Linked DNA regions of Capra hircus: region 2 is linked to region 1. A link is a contact called in public Hi-C data. All regions are on one chromosome and are shown on one strand. The core of a region is the stretch at or near the end of the contact, and the rest is flanking DNA. Distances in the headings are between cores, read along the strand shown. Region 1 holds the start of TRAPPC9 (trafficking protein particle complex subunit 9). Region 2 holds the start of AGO2 (protein argonaute-2).

What was found. A called contact is a pair of places that touch in the nucleus more often than the background predicts.
Region 2: a Hi-C map of blood shows a contact between it and region 1, with 2.3 times the contacts expected there. The contact joins the promoter of AGO2 here to the promoter of TRAPPC9 in region 1. A contact is called at or near these places in 4 of 5 Hi-C or Micro-C datasets (blood and liver).

What each region holds. Positions count from the first base shown.
Region 1 is chr14:78,932,365-78,935,357 of ARS1.2, reverse strand. TRAPPC9 (trafficking protein particle complex subunit 9) reads left to right here and starts at 1,530. Exons shown (of 23, transcript XM_018058608.1): 1 at 1,530-1,656.
Region 2 is chr14:79,073,569-79,076,561 of ARS1.2, reverse strand. It overlaps AGO2 (protein argonaute-2), which reads left to right and starts at 1,617. Exons shown (of 19, transcript XM_018058614.1): 1 at 1,617-1,744. The coding sequence starts at 1,723.

The DNA of each region.
Region 1 (2,993 bases), core at 281-2,780:
TTTGAATCCTAAACAGCACCCGCCACTTGTGTGCCAAGTAGAGTGTTCTTTCTGGACCTCAATGCTAAGAATAGCTACCTTGCATGGATCTTATGAAGACATTGTGTGCTAAACATGGATTTCTATTTCTGGCATATAGACCTCCAAGAAAGGGTAGCCTCTTTTAATGTCTGTCTTCTGTGTTCTGTAACTGTCAACCTGTGCTCTCAGGGCCAAGAAGAAGCCACTCTGGGTAGCTTTATGCAGGGTCCTGGAAACGTACTCTCAGCCTCTGGGCGCCTGTGTGGAAAATCCTTCCTGGCTGGTGTGCTGGAAATACACTCCACAGGTTTTGCCCTGAAGATGTGTTCTGTTTATAATTCATTCCCACTCCTTGGAAAACAATTCAATAAAATGCAATTGGTTTTCCACTGGGCCAGGGCAGGGATGAGGAATAGCATATTATTATTTTTTAAAAATATATAAATAATAAGTCATAAAACAGCATTGGGCACACAGCAGAGTCAATAAATGCTTGCTTGGGTAAAGTAAAGTGATGGCTCTGTTATTTATTCCATGGCTGCTGTATTGGCTGAACTATTCCTGTCCTCCACTGCAGTTTTTTTTTTTGTTGTTGTTAACTGAAAAAGAAATACATGCATACGATAAAAAATTCAAACAGAAAACTACACAAGGGAAAGAAGTTCTCCCTCATCCTCTTTTCTCTCAACCCTACAACTGTTGACAATATCTTGTGTATTTTTCAAATATGCTATGCACATTCCAACCTACGTATGTAAACTCCTTTTAAAGTTTTATTTTTTAACCTAGAAGGGTTTAAGCTCTTAAGTGGCTTCTGCCCTACCTAGTCAGCTGTGTGCAGGAACTATGAGAGCCGTTCCACACCCGGGGGTTTATTCCGAGCCCTTGACAGGACCTCTAGAGTCGGGAGTGGTTTTCCCAGGACCGGTGGGGACCAGGCACCGGCCCTCGGGCAGTCTACTCCGGGCTCCGGCTCTGACCTCCTCATCCCCGCCCAGCCGCTGTGTGTGACCAAGCAGTTAAGTCAGGCCAGGGAGGCACCCTGAGATCGTTTCCCAGCCAGTAAAAGGGGAACTTATTCTCGCCCCAAGGTAGCTCTAAGCATCGCTCCCATGCCTGCTGGTGCTTGATCCCGGGAGCGACTGGAAGCCCGGCTCGGCGCGGGCGCTGGGATCGTGATCCGGTAGGGGCTTTGCAGGGGCGGGGGCTGCAAAGGGCTCCACTCTCGAGCTGAAATTTGAGCTGCGCGCCCTGAGAGCGGGGCGCATAGGCAGAGCTTGGCCCTTCCTTTTGGGTGCGCGGCCCCAGGAGCCAAAGTTCTCTCCGTCGCAGCTGCTCCCCTCCCTCCCTTCTCCCTCCGTCTCCCTCCCCTCGCTGCCCACCGCGACCACCTCGCTCCTCAACCGCTCCCCCCGCTCCGCCCCCGGCCCTTCCCTCGCGGGGCTCGCGTCGCCGCTAAAACCTGGCGCGGGTCTCCAGGCCCGGGACCGGCTCCGCGCATGCGCAGGGGCGGTGCCGGCCTGGCCGCCAGTCGGAAGCTCCAGCTCCGAGCCCGGGGAGCGGCCGCAGAGCCTGCCCGGCCCCGCCGCCCCTCCCGCCGTTGGCGCCTGCTCCGGGCCCGGGGGCCCCGGCTGCGTAAGTGCAAGAAGGGGGTGCCACTGGGCAGGGGACCGGGCCGGCCTCGGGAGGGCTGTCCGTGGGTCACGGCGCGCGCGGGGTCGCCGGGCAGCGTGTGTCCCGCGGAGGGGCTCGACTCCGCCCGCACCTGCCGCGGCCACCTGCCCCGGCCCGGCTGCCCTGCGGCCCGGCCTCCCCCGTCCGCGCCCGCGCCCGTCCCGCCCCGGCCCGCACCTGCCGCCTCTCGGGCCCGGCCCGGCCTCCCCTCCGCGGGTGCCGGCCGTCCCCGGCCCGTCCCCGGCCCCTGCCCCCGGCCCCGGCCCCCGACCGGGGGTCTGCGGACGCGGCTGGGACCGCCCGGCTCTCGGTTTCCTCTCTTCCTCCATCTCCTCTGGGTTCTAAGTGGCTCAGATCCCGCGCGGCGGCGTCAGGCACAGTCTCCCGCGGTTGAGCTTCCGAAATTGTCAAGTCCAGCTTCTCTCGGCCGAGTCTCGGAAATGCAGAGCCGGTGCCCGCCTGGGTCTCCGCCCCCAGTCCATCTGCCCCGCGCGAACGGCTTTCCACGCGGAGTGCTGGTGTCAGGGTGGGATGCTTGTGGATTCCACTTGTTCTTACAGAGGGATCCACAGTGCCGAAGGCAGGCCCGGGTTAGTTAAAAATGAGCAGAAGGCTGTGACCTCCTCCTCCCTCTTCTCTGCTCCTCCCCACCCAGTTTAAAGGCAACTGGCGATTTTTAAAAGGTAGTTATAGTCTCTTCCTAGTCGGGCCCAGCTAGTGTTCCCTAGTATGAAATAACACTACTAGAGACATGATGCGGGAGAACCAGGAATCTTGCCATCCTTAAAGATCCCTTGGCCAGGTTTTTTCTTAAATTCTGGGCCTGTCTAGTGCAATAGAGGGAAAAATAGTTAAGAAATATTTTATCAAGTAACAGCTTTATTAAGAGAATGTGAATACGGTAAAGTCCACCCATTTAAATTGTACACTTAAGTGGTTTTCAGGGTATTCCCAGTTGTGCAACCATTATTAATCCAGACCATTTTCATCACTTCAAATAGAAATTCCATACCCATTGTCAGTCTCCTTTCCTGCACCCGCAACAGCAACAAATTTACTCTGTGTCTCCAAGGAGTTGCATATTTGGGGCATTTCATGTAAACAGAATCATGCAATACGTGGTCTTTTGTGCCTGGCTTCTTGCACTCAGCATTTTCAGGGTTCACCCATGTTGTAGCAGTGTTAGTACTGTTTATGGCTGAGTAGTATTCTATTATATGGGTAGACTGCATTTTGTTTGTCCATTTATCAGGTGATAGATGTCTCTGTTGTTTCCACTTTTTGGCTATTACGAGTAA
Region 2 (2,993 bases), core at 368-2,867, 140 kb before region 1:
GCTAGATTCCACCAGGTGAGCAAACATCTTCTCATCACCTGTTCTAAGGCTGATGGCACGTCGGGATGGTACCCAGTTCCACCCTGGCGTACCTTCTTACCCAGGCCACCTGGGTTCCTAAACACACGTTCAGCTGAGTAGCTGCCTAGGGTCACCTGTGGATTTGTGTTTCCACAGCATGAGGGTCAGGTGGAGAGGTGGTCTGGGCAGCTATGAGGGTGGGGGTGGTGGGCAGAGGATTAGATGGGGAAGAATGGACATCTCTGAGGCTGATGCCATGGGACCTCCTCATTCATATCGATTACTCGGTGAAGATGGAAGCCTTTTGACGTTTCTTTCTGGAGGGCAGGTGGATTCTCGTGCATTTATTTAAGAATGTCCTTGAGAATTGCAGAGAGAGAAACAAACCTACTGGACGCTTGCAGGCAGAACTCCCGTTCATCTTTGTACCATCCTAGGCAAGCGGAACACAGCCACCGGTACACGGTGTCAGATAATACTTGCTTACCCGAGGAAGAAAGGAGCAGGCAAATATGTTAAAAAGATGACAAGCAATTTTGGACTGTATTTCACCTTCCGGTTTCTAATCCCTCATCAAGCAGGGGAGAAAGGTGTTGACCTCTGGCTGGCCTCCCTGGAAATGGCTCCGAAAAACAAAAACTGGATGCAAGGGTTTGGCTGGAGGGAGAACGTTTCTGCACGAGGGGGGCGAACACAGAGATGTACGGAGGAGCACGAGGGCGTCCGTAAAGGAACAGGGGAGGCCCCGAGGGCTGGAATGAGGAGTTACAGTTTGATCTGATCACGGATAGCGGCTAAAATTGACCACAACCTGAAGCTCTTTACAGGGATTCTCTAGGTAGGTTCTCCGCCGGGAGGTGGCGGTGTGGTAGTGTGCGAGGACCCGGGCGCGTTCAAGTTCAAGCTCCGGGTCCGGAGGAACCTTCGCGACATTCATGTTTCCTCCTTTATCGCTTAAAAGAGCCCGGCTGCGACGCCGGGGCCCTGGGGCGCGGGCGGCACCGCGTCCACACGGGGCCCCAGCTCGGCCGGCGCGGTGGGGGCTCGGGATGGGGAAGGGTCCGCTTGCGCGCGCGGGGAGGCGAGGGCTGTGTTTTCTTTTCTTTCTTCCCGGTCTCGGCGACGGGGGTAGGCGGACAGCGCCGCGCCGCCTGCTCCGCCCAGTCGGAGGAGACGTCGCGCTTCTGAGTGGCTGCAGGGTCCCCCCGGCCCCGCGTGCGCCCCCGCTACGGGGCCTCGCGCCACCCTCGCCGGCGCCGGCCGGGTCCGCCGTGCCCCCCGCCCGCCTCGGCCGCCGCGCTGGTCTGCCCCGCCCCCGCCGCGCGGGCCCCGCCCTCCCGCCCCCTCGCCCCGCCCCGCCCCCCCGCCCCCTCGCCCCGCCCCCGCCGCGCGGGCCCCGCCCCTCCCGCGCCTCCCTTCCTCTCCCGCCCCGCCCCCGCCCGCTCCCTCGCCCCGCCCCGCCCCTCCCCCGCCTGCTCCCTTGCCCCTCCCCCTCCCCTCCCCTTCCCCCCCCTCCCCCGCCCGCCCGCCCGCCCGCCGCCGCCGCCTCCGCCCGCCGCCCCGGCCGCGTCGGGTAAACCTGTTTGGCGGCCGCGCCGGGGCGGATCGTGCGGCCGGCGGCTCCCTCGCGGCTCGCGGCGTCGGGGCCCGTGGCGCGCGCGCGGCCGCCCCTCGGCCCCGGAGCCCCTCGGCGGCGCCACCATGTACTCGGGAGCCGGCCCCGGTGAGTCCGCGCGCTCCTCCCCGCGGCGGTTGGCGGGCCGGGCGCGAGCGCGGCGCGGGCGGGCGGGGGACCGCGGCCGGGGGATCGGGGGGCCTGGGGGTCGCGGGGGGCTGCCGGCCGTTCCCTCGGCCCCAGCGCGGACGCGCGGCCCCGGCCTCCTCCTCGGGCCCGAGTCGTCGGGGCGCCCCGCGCGGCCTGGGCCCTTCCCGCGCCCCGTCTCCGCCGCAGCCCGGCGGGCTGGGACCCGGCCGGAGCGCGGACTGGGCCGGGCGGCGCGCGTGTAGGCCCGAGGCCCGGGCGCCCGCCTGCCCAGCTTCCTGCGCCCGGCGCCGGGGCCCCTGCGCCGCGCGGGGCCGGCGGGGCCGAGGCCGGGGCCGCGCTCGAAGCGCCCGGGGGCGGAGAGGCCCCGGCCGGGGGCGCTGAACTCGGGGTGCGGGCGGCGCGGGGAGGAGCGCGGCCGCTGGGCGCAGACCGAGCCGCGGCGAGCCTGGAGCGCTCTCAGTTTCGTTTTTCTTTTTACCAGCACTTCTGCGGCCCCTTCTCCGAAGGAAAGTCTGGAAATGCTGAATTTTGGCCAATTCTTGCTGGTAGTTAGGACCGCGGACAGAGAGGGATAGGCAGGCGCCCTAAAACCCTAACCTGCGCGCGTCTCATTTTCATTCCAGACACACAGGCTCCTTATTCAAGTGTTAATTGCCTTTTACAATTAACTAGAGGAAGGTGAGGAGATGTGCTGATTTCCTTAGCATCTTTTCTCACTAGCCGGCCTCCCTTTCTTTAGAAAAGTTCTGAAAAACTTAGAGCAGTAACACATTTTTTAAAGAACTTTTTTGGGGGGAATGCAGAGTAGAAGGGCGATTAACTTGCTGAGGCAAGAAAATGGTCAAATGTTGTTAAGCTTTTTCCCTTCTCCCGCCAGGCACGTGGCTTCTAAATTTCCCGCTGGCCCTGCCACTTGGACAGGGCATATCCTGTCCCCTTTGTCCACCAGACTCCAGCGGGCTGAAGGCCCTGCCGGCTGGCTTCTGCCCTTTGTGGGCCCTGGCCCTCCCAAGACTCCTGCTGCTGGGGCTTTGGCCGGACCTCTTCAGGCTCTTCTCATCCATTTGGATCCCTTAACACTTTCTATTCACTAACAGTCCTGTGCCTTGTGAATACTCACTGTCTTGTTTTCTGATGTCACTTAGTTAGAAAGCTTCTCCAAGGCTGAGCCAGAGCAACTTTTAAATTGCTGTCAGCAATTTGATAG